Regions from separate parts of the Mus musculus genome. Here region 1 is linked to region 2. Evidence: chromatin contacts called from public promoter capture Hi-C data. All regions are on one chromosome and are shown on one strand. Each heading gives the region's core, a stretch centred on a gene start, on an enhancer-like site or on the middle of the called end of the contact. The rest is flanking DNA. Distances are from core to core; before and after follow the strand shown. Region 1 overlaps Sik3 (SIK family kinase 3). Region 2 overlaps Bace1 (beta-site APP cleaving enzyme 1).

What was found. Capture Hi-C pulls out chosen DNA fragments and counts their contacts.
Region 1: a promoter capture Hi-C map of liver shows a contact between it and region 2. The contact joins two enhancer-like sites. A contact is called at or near these places in 2 of 9 other capture datasets (liver and pancreatic islet).

What each region holds. Positions count from the first base shown.
Region 1 is chr9:46,146,667-46,151,931 of GRCm38.p6, reverse strand. The region is part of intron 3 of Sik3 (SIK family kinase 3); the gene reads right to left. Among named protein-coding and RNA genes, the nearest start is that of Gm46110, 70 kb to the right of the region's middle. Within about 2 kb of position 1,576, at least 120 of the 459 cell types and tissues checked have an H3K27ac peak or open chromatin away from gene starts, as enhancers often do. A contact at or near this core is called in liver, where this site is marked.
Region 2 is chr9:45,846,584-45,851,688 of GRCm38.p6, reverse strand. All of the region lies in intron 1 of Bace1 (beta-site APP cleaving enzyme 1), which reads right to left. Among named protein-coding and RNA genes, the nearest start is that of Bace1, 11 kb to the right of the region's middle. Within about 2 kb of position 1,503, at least 157 of the 459 cell types and tissues checked have an H3K27ac peak or open chromatin away from gene starts, as enhancers often do. A contact at or near this core is called in liver, where this site is marked.

The DNA.
Region 1 (5,265 bases), core at 327-2,826, 300 kb before region 2:
ACTACAAACATCCACACACTACTGCTGTAACTGTGGGTGTAGCTGTGGCTGTCACTTAAGCAGCTGCGGCACATCAGGCTTCCCCAAGTCCAGCACTTGACTCTGCTGCTCCTCGCTGGGCTCTGTGCTCCTCTCCTCCAGCTCTGTCTTCTGGGCTCATGTGCATTCACACCTTAGCCTCAGCTTTTATTTTCATGCACTGGGCTCCCCCCACCCATTAGTTTGCTCTCAGTCTAATATCAGGTGGGTGTGCCAGGAAACCAATGGCCTGCAGTTTCATTCCCTGTAGAAACCTGCCTTTCAGTGGTCTGCTGACAAATGGTTGCTTTATGTTCCTACAGACTCAGTGGGCAGGAAGCAAATATTCAAGTCCAGATGGGATATTTAACCTCTGAGGGAGAAACCCAGAACAGTAGCCAGCCTACACTTACACAGTCAGAGGATCTGAATCTACAGTGGGGCACTTTCACACAGTGAAACAGTCAAAGAAAAGCAGTCTGGACTTCAGCAGGATTCCAGCTAGAAGTAACTTCCTCCAGGCCATTTGGTGAGCTAGCTCTCCTGTGTCTTGGCTACCAATGCCAGCCCTGATAGAGTCTCAACTGTACCCAGACCTTGGCTTCTGATCAGCTTCTGATTCTTGCCCTTCCTTCCCTCAGCAGACATCAAGGAGACACCTGCTATGTAAAGTCTGCCATGCCGACCTTTCCCAGCACTAACTGGCAGCTTATTGTTGAAATGTGGTGCTGATTTAAGTGTTCTTTACTGTAACATGGCTCCAGCCAGCTAAAACAGAAATGCATTTCCTTCCCTTTTGAGGTCTTATCAAAAGTGGGGCAGAGGATCTCTTCCCACTTACCAGTCATGGCAGGTCACTTGCCATGGGTCCTCAGGTGCTCGCCCATGAAGTCTTTCAAACATCAGTGGCACTCTGAGGCTCACATACCCTCTGAGGGTGACAGAATAATGAATGGAGTCTGCAGTTCAAAAACACTACAGCACTAGCACACAGACCTGCCTCAGAATTCACTCTCACTCTGTCCCAGTCTACTGGGGCACCAAGTGGAGGTGGGATATGCTGTGGATATTCAAGTTCGAACCTTTCAAAGAATAAAACACACAGGCCAGTTTTTGCTTGCCTAGACCAGCAGCCTCACTGGCGTCTTAGAGGTATGCCACTAATAGAACAGAGGAAGGGAGCTAACATTTCTTAAAATAAGTCACTTTTCCACTCTGTGCAGACTGTCTCCTTCTTCAGAGCTGATGGAAACCACGGCAGGTCAAGCAATGGGCAAAACTGTTTCCTGAGATGGAAGGTGAGCGCAGCCTCACCTCTGCTGGTCTTGTGTGGTGGCCTGAAACCATGTCTGCCCTTCCAAACTAACCAGAGCCAGCAACCCTTTAGAGTGCTACTTGGTTCTATCATTTGTTCTTCCTACAGCCCTGGAAACAACTTCCTGTTTATCAAGCAAATGCTTCTTTCCAAAAGAGCCAGGGTGAGGCCAAAATAACTCAAGCTGCCCGCAAGCAGGTTAATGAGAGTGCTCACTTTGCTCTCCTATTGTCCTCAGACGTGAAGGTCAGGGTGCCGCAGGGTAGAGGAAGCAGGCTTGGTGCTCTGTTTCCTGGCAGAAACACACAGAGGGCTTCTGGGCGTGCTAGGGGTTCTTTTTACAGTCTGTCTAGCTTGCCAGTGGTCCGTGTTGTACATTTCTTCTCCCAGACTCACAATCCAACACAGCAACGCAATCTATGAGCTCCACCCCCCAAAATTCCCAGAAGCCAGCAACTTCTCACGCTGGTTTCCACCCTGTCTAGCATCACCAATTGGGGTGAACAGCCACCAGATTTCAAGATCTCTTGATAACATGCCTAAGTATTATCTCCAATTCTGCCCAAGGCTTTCTGCATCTGTTCTCTAAACAGTCACAAGTCACTGGGAAGAGAATACAAACAGGTCCCCAGTACCTTCCTCAATGGCTAAGTCTTACACAATTAGAGAAGAGAAGCAAGGCCCAGAATCTGATATGGGTGTGATATGTATCCGTGTCGTTTTAGCACACATGCAGATACACAACCTTCTCACTGTAATCAGGATGCAGAATTACTGCCAGTTTTTCTTCCTGGGGAGTTACTCCTTGGTGAGAATGTCTGCACATGTGCACACAAGTAAGCCTGTCTTACTTAACTCCTGGCTCCAAAAGATACAGAGATATTCTACTACCCCAAAGTTCTCCCTACTACTCTGTCATGTTCTAACAGATACAGTGCTCTTGCCTTAGGACCGCTGTTCTCTCCTGACTTTCTCCCAGCAACATGTGAACTTTGATCGCATTACAGCCTTCTCCGAGTCCTCCCTTGACTGCCCTTTGATTTTATCTTAGTGTGGGTGTTATACTGGCATGCTTCTCTGTGTATCACGTGTGTGCCTGGTGACCACAGAAGCCAGAAGAGGGAGTCAGAGCCTCTAGAACTAGAGTCACAGAAGGTAGTGAGAAACCACGTGGATGCTAAGAATTGAACTCTGGTCCCCCTTCAAGAGCGGCAGGGGCTGTTAACAACTGAGCCAACTCTCCACTGCTCCTCTGGCCCCAGACTTTTCACACTTTATCATCTTCTGACTAATTACACATCTATGTAGTTTGTGTGTTGTTTGTCTCTCCTACTAACAAGTGTCAACAGGGATTTGTGTCTTCTGTATTCATCACTGCTTCTTGTACTTGTGCACTAGCTGGCACATGTGAAGTACTTGACATGTGTATGTTGTTCAGAGAACAGTGGCATGGGAAATGCAACCAGTACAAATGTGGATGCAGGACCCACCCACCAACAGAGTTCTGACCATATATTTTTTTAAACTCACTTTGCCACTAAGCAGGTTTTGTAAACTAAGGGCATTTTCTGTTCTTTTTAAATACTTTTGATACCTAGCCCATTTACATGATTACATGAAGCATGACTGATTTTCACAGGGCTCCGTATCTCTAAATCCAAAGGCCTGTTTGCTTGTGATAAGGCACCTCCTCCTATCCCAAAAGTCTTTTAATAAAATGTTAATTGTGGTTTCCTGCAGTAGAAACAGATGCCTCTCATACTGTCCCAGTGTATCAGCACAGGTTGGCTAGTCTGAATGATGCTTCTATTCTTGAGTTCCTACACGTAGAAAAAAATATCATGCGGTGTGCTTCCGTTTGTGTAGGAGGAACAGAAAAGCAATGTTAAATGAATAATGTTAATTTAACATTAAATAAATATGACTGCTTACCGAGGTAGGACTTATCCCTCTCCTAGTGTTCTCTCCTTTAGATAGGGACTGTTTAACTCTAAATCTAAGACAGAGAATGTTCAAGGAAGGTCTAGAATCTTGTTCAAAGGCAAAGGAGTTATTGAGAAGTCAACTGGATGTGGTTCCGAAGTGGAATAATTTGAGTAGTGAGAGAATAATGACACAGGACAGGGAGGCAGCTCAGTGATAGAGAGGAGAGAGAAAGGGAGAAGATGGTGATGGAGAAGAAGAAGAAAACCTCAGTGGACTAAAGCACACCAGCCACATTCCAGTCCATGGACTCACAGAAAAGAAACAAACAACTCAAGTGGGTCCCACTGGACACTATTAGGGTACCAACTTGCTTGAAATCTGACCTTGCTACAATCTCTAGTTTTTTTAAAGCAAAGTTCTTTAAAACTGATAAATGTAGAAAGCATGAAAGAATTAGAAAACTACCAGTTTGCAACATTTGGGGTGAACTTTGCTCTGAGACATGGTCTTCCTGTGTAACCCAAGCTGACCTGAATCAAGCTTGCCATGGAACCTTGTCTAGACACAGACTCTGATGATCCCATCCCAGCCTCGGCAGTGTCAGGACTAGAAGGACGTGCTATTTGGACCAGGCGTCACTTTGTATTTTAGCATGGAACCATGTCTCTAGGTGACCATGTGAGAGGAGCAGCTTCAAAAACTGGCTAAGGTCAGAAAGGGATTACAGGGACACAGCTAAACCTGCAGGTTATCTGAACATCACTAAAGTGGAAACCAGTCACTATCCAAAACTTGAAGTGAACCAATGGAAGAGGTGTGCAGAATCCTGCCTCTCCACCAGGGAATTCCACCTACATTTAAGCAAACTGTAACCACAACTGGCACTTTACGAGAAAGTGCGAGAGCTAAGAGGACATGTTTCATGATGAGAGACATGAACAGCCAAATTTAGTACTTACACATCTTACAAGACAGTCCAGCTTTTTTCTTTAACATTTATTTATTTATTTTATTTATATAAGTACACTCTAGCTGTCTTCAGACACACCAGAAGAGGGCATCAGATCCCATTGCACATGGTTGTGAGCCATCACCATGTGGTTGCTGAGAATTGAACTTAGAACCTCTGAAAGAGTAGTTGGTGCTCTTAACCACTGAGCCATCTCTCTAGCCCAACAGCCCAGCTTCTTAAGCAAGAGACTACAAAGGAAAAGGAACAAACAAAAATGATGTGGCAAGTGGGGAAAGAAGGGCTTCCAGATTATAAAGACATAGTAAGACAGGCATGTATCAAGCCCAAGCATGCTGTAAACAGGCTTCATGGGCCGTTCTGGTGGGAGTTGGGATGACCAAATTACCACGACAAACAGAAGATAGTGAAGGCCTGGCTCCCGAGTTTCAGAGGAGAATGAGAACTAGATTAGAAACTGGGCTAAAGGCCATTTTATGATATCCTAGCAAGGAATCTGGCTATTTTCTCCATGTGTTGAGAACTGAGAGAGGCTGGACGTAAGAGCAATGGACTAATTCATCTGGTAGAAGAAACGTAAATACAGAATAGCATGCAGGCTGTGACATGGCTGCTTCTTACAGTTCTCATCCAGGTCATCTGTGAGGGAGTATCAAAAGGCAAAGCAGAAAGATATGAAATTGTGCACTTTGAGAGGAAAGGAGTTGGAGTTTAACCTTACTAAAAGACAGGGCTACAGGATTTTTAAAGAGATTACAGCAATCTCCACTGCAACTACAGGAGCTAGGTATGCCCTAAGGGCAAGACCTTAGACACTGGAGACTCCACTGTATAAACTTGAAAATTCATTTGAAAGAAGAAACCCTCAACAGAGTAAGTCACTGAAGGAACCCCTCCTCCTCCTGGAAAACAGATCCCTAGGGATGTGTTTCGCCATTAGTACACAGAGACTGATACAACTGTGGTCCCCAGAGGCCATGCTCCATCCACTTTGAGCTGGTAGCAGACATTGATGGAATTAGTCACACAATACTGA
Region 2 (5,105 bases), core at 254-2,753:
TGATCCTTTATTCTTCCCCAACCTCCAGGATGCTGAGGCACATGCCACCCACCGTGTGCCTGCCCCTTCCTCCCCACCTCAACTACATAGCTTAGGGTTTCAGATGTTTCAGTCTGTGGTCACTAGGCCACATTGCTTTGGTATGTGTCAACATAGTACGTCGTGTGACAAAGGGGACCTGCCACCGCAGCCAAGAAGCAGAGGAAGAGGAAGGAGCCAGAGTCCTAATATCTCCTCCTAGAGTATACCCCCAGTTACCTGACTTCCTCCCACTAGCACCACACTGAAAACACATGGTCCGTTGGGGTACAGTTTAGATCCAAGTTATAGCAACCCTGTTTCTTTATCACACAAGCATCCTTCAACCTGATCTTCTCCAGAAGCCAGCTTTAGTCTGAGGGTTCCTCACCTCCCCATTTAGCCACCTCACAAATGAAATTAGCTTTGTAAAACTAACTATGAAGCAGAGTGCATACATAGCAGGCCAGGTGCAGTCAGACTCTGATGGCCTGACCCTGCCCTCAGCCACACCAGACCGTGATGTTTTTGCTGTATAGGAGGATCAGGGAAAGGGCCCTGTCCTCAGGAAAACCCAGCAGCCTGTCATGGACTCTCTCTGCCCTCTCTCTCCCTGCACCTCAGCTTTCCCAGTGGCCTTCCCTTCCTTTCTCAGTGAAGTCAGCAAAGCTCTGACCTAGTCACCTTGCGAAGGTCACCATGGTCATGAGCTTGTTTTGTCCCATCTGCCAGGCCCTTTCCTGGCTTCAGGGCTCAGCAGTGCCCATGGGCTGTGCTGGCTGATTCCAATGCCAGCTTAGGTTTTCTGATCACCCCCAAAGCCTCCCCTACATTGATGGCCAAGCCGTGAATCCTACCTCAGACCTCCTCTCCGGCTCCCACTCCTGGCTGGGCTCCCATTTTCCTCCCTGCCTGCTTCTCCCCACCTCTACTTCTGTGCCTCTCCCTGGTTTCTGGGCAGCCACCAGTTAACAGTGGCTGTGCTTTTAAAATAATCGATAGAGCCTGGAGGCTCCGCATGGCAGATTTCAACCAGCTGGGTTAATGGTTAAAAGGCCTCACCCCGCTTACCGGGACCCCTTTCTGTACCTTTAGGGCTTAGCTTTGAGCACCAGAAATGGGTCCCCTCCTGACACAGTCCCTGTAACCTGTTCATGGGAGGGACACTACTTGGGATCTGTGTAAAGGCTAGCTTGAGCAGATTGGCCACTTCTTTACACTAGACTGAAACCTCTATCCAGGGACCCCGTTGTCCAGGGCCTTTTCCTGTCTCTCCTCTCTTCAGAGTTCCTCCTTCTCTACCACAAGGTCCTGAGCCTTGTTTTCTCTCTGGTCCCAGTCTGACTCTTCCACCTGAGGAAGGTTTCTCTCAGACAAACAGGGCTAAGGCCAAGAAAGAACAACTTTCCTCACTCCTGGGCCCCTCTCCTTCCCCAGCCTGCCCTTTTCCAGGGCTTCAGACTCCTATCGCTCTTGCCTCTCCCTCTCCACAACAAAACAGGAAAACGTTGAGACTCCCTCCGCAGCAATGTCTGGCTGCTCCTGCTATGCATGTGGTCCTGCTGCTGAGAAATGATTTCTGGAGCTGTCTTTCAACATTTCTAACTGAGCCCCTTGGGCAGCTCTTGGCAGCCTCTCCCTTTCAGTTTGGTGCAGGCCTGAGGCAGGAGCTGAGCCACCCAGTACTCTTACTGCCAAACAAGGCAGTTAGTGGTGGTGTGGGGGGGGATTAGTTGCAGAAGCCTCCTATCTCCTGGGCCCTGAGCCCACTCTAGTCTTGTTACTCTAGCCTTCCTGGGCCTGAGGCTGCCCCAGCCACTCGAGCCTTCCCCCTGGCTCAGGCCCCAGTTTTCATCTGGGCTGGGAAGACAATTCCCTCCTCGCTCCTTTGCCAGGCACCCATTCTAGACATGATCCCCTTTTCCTCAGGCTAATTCAATCACCGTGCTACATGGGCTCCCGCTCCTCCATCCCAGCACCAAAGAATCCAAATCCTTCCCACTGGCCTTTACAAATGCCGAGTCTCTTCATTAAAAACAACACAAACCTTCCTGAATCTCACACCCGCCTCCAGCTACCCTCTCTTCACAAGCTAAGCTCTCAGCCAAGCTGTCTTCATTTCTTCACCTCCTACTCTTTCTCAAGCCATTCTAAAACTGGCTTTGCCTGCATCCCGCCACTATCAAGCAGCCTTTACTACAGTTGCTGAGGCTTTCACAGGGACAGATACATGAGAGATCTTTCTTTCACTCCCATGTCACCTCTTGGGTCCTCACAGGCTCACACCCCCAGCTTGGCTTTGCCTTCTTCCCCAGACTACTTTCCTGTAGGCACCTCCACGTAGGGATGCCCAAAGCCAACCTCTACCTGGTCCTCTTCGGTATTCTCTGTATTGGTAAGTGGTGGCATTATCCAGTCTGTTCTGTAAGGCAACAACCTCAGAGACTCTTTAATGGTCTTCTTCATATCTGTCCCTAGTGCTCCCTCAGTCCTGTCCAGGCACCACCCTTTAAAGAGTGTTTGTGTGCCTGTTTCTTCCCGTCCCCTTTACCACCCTTTGGCCCAGTTGGCATCATTTTACCCTGGGATATTACAGGACTTCTCAACCTTAACTGTCACACACACACACACACACACACATCTCACACATGACATAATTTATCATATACAATGTTATATGTGTACATGCATGTCTCCTATATGTGTACAGGAGGATGAAAAGGTCAGAATACGTTGTCAAATCCCCTGGAACTGGAGTTACAGATGGTTGGGAGCCACCATGTGGGTGCTTAGAACTGAACCGTCTCTGCAAGAGCAGCAATGCGCTCTTAAACCACTGTGCAGCCTCCAATCTCAACTATCTTGACATGTCTGCCTTGGACCTCACCATTCTGTCTTCTGGACTGTTGGCCTGAGTAACCTTCCCAAGGTCAAATGTGAACCGACTGGTCCCCCTAAGGCAGGAGATGTCGATAAGATGACTAGGGAAACTTCTGGCTTGCATACTTCCTTCAGGGCATTTCCAACCTACCCTGCTTGCATGCTCAGCCTCAGGCAAATCTCCAATCCCCACCACACATGGTCTGCTCCTGCCAGTCCTGGGCCCATCCCATAGAGTGTCACTGGCCACTGGCTCTGCCTGGCCCCTCCTCTTCTTGGTTCTGTGTCTTACTTCTTCATCTTTAAGCCTGAGCATAAACTTCCTCCCTTGGGAGGAAGACCAGGCTCCATTCCCTTAACTGTAACTGACTATAGGCTCCCTTACCATCTGCCTCTCTTACCTTCCCAGTGTCTAAGAACTCAGTGTAGCCCTGTTTGGTATCCTAGTGCCTGACAATAGGTGTCTCTTGAAAAACTGGTTTTTCAAGCTTTTTTTTTTTTTCCCTTAAAAAAAAAAAAAAACACTAGGCGTTTCTTGGGGCAGGTGAATTTCTGAGTTCAAGGCCAGCCTGGTCTACAGAGTGAGTTCCAGGACAGCCAGGACTATACAGAGAAACTCTTGTCTCAAAAAACCAAAACAAAAACAAAAACAACAACAACAACAACAACAACAAAAACCACACAGTGGGGGAGAAAGTCCCTCTGAGGCTCCCAATAGCTGGTTAGTTTTATGATCTACCTTCCTTCCTTAACCCAGTTTCCATTGTCTTGACATGAGATAGACCACCTGTGTTGTAGCTTTCTCCTTGTCCCCTGGCCTAGGGAGACCTAGGAGTCCCATGCCCAGGAGATTTAACTTGGGGTCAGGACTAGGTCAGTGCCAATCACTTAACAAACAAATGTGCTCCTTGGGACCTCTGAGAGAAGGCAGCTTCTAGGGAAGGCCTAACAAGCCCCGCTGGGAGAGGCACACCTGCTTAGGTTCGCTCTACTGTGCTCAGCAATAGATCTTAGCAGATGCAGTTAAGTTCGAGACTGGCAAATTTAAGGTGGGTTTGGATTCCCTCAATCCTACAGGACTTAACCCCCACAGACAGGGATAGCTCAGAATCGTCTATGCTCAAGGGCTCAGGTATTCCGTCCCCAGTTCAGCACAAGAATAAAACGCACCTCCCCTGCCCCACAAACTTCCTTGCAGCCTATCTCAGGCTCTACAGCTTTTGCAAGCCTCTAGGGCAGAGGTTCTCATCCAAGCCTCCCAAAGAAGACATCTGCTTTCTTCCGTATGTACCTTAGAGCTGGGGGCTAAGCAAGAACAAGCCTTTGGTGTAAAGCTGAGATGGGGGAGGCTTTCTTCCAATCTGAAGAGAAAGAAACAGACCCAGAGAGTATGAGCAACGTGGCCATCTTACAACCAAGCCACAAAGCCAATACCAGCCTCCACCGGCTCTAACCGACCACTAAGTAGTAACGGCCTTTGATCTTCTTGGCCTTCCATCTGGAGAGGAAGTATGTGGTAAATGGGTATACTGGTGATTCACAGGCCTTTGTGTGAGATTCCCTCCACAGTGACTCTGGGCTTGGCCAGTGAGAAATCAGTAAAGGCAAGGAGGGGCTGGTGAGGTGGCACTTACATACAGGGATTGCAGTCCAGCAGTGAGCCCAAGTGTTGCAGCCACAAACCTAGCAAATTGGGACAACTTGGCCTCTAGCTGACTTGCCAGCTGTCTGTAGCCACAAGAATAAGTTCAAACAGGAGGACCTCAAGTCAGCCCACAGGATCCTGGAAAATGACTTGCGTTTTTAAGTCACAGTAATTGGGAGGTTTCTTGCCCAGCATTAGGCTACCTATCTGAATGAAATCCTAGGACCCTTGACATTGAGAGCTACTGGCTATTTCCTGGTCACTCCCCAGGAGCTCCCCTTCCTCCGTGTGGTTCCTGTGACATCCATCGCTGAGGAGCATGATGGCCTTGCCTGGGCTGGGACACACAGCTCCATTCCTTAGCTGGCATGTTCTGCTGTACACCTGACACATGTTCAACTTTCAAGTCCTGGTCAAATATCCTGTCTCTCAAGAGTGTGCCAAGATGAAGCTCCTCTACCTGCAGGTCCTCAGTATCACCTGCCTTCTCTGGTTACCACTCCTCAAACCTCAATCATTGAGTCACGCCTGCCTATCCTCTGACCAGAGGCTCCTGGAATGG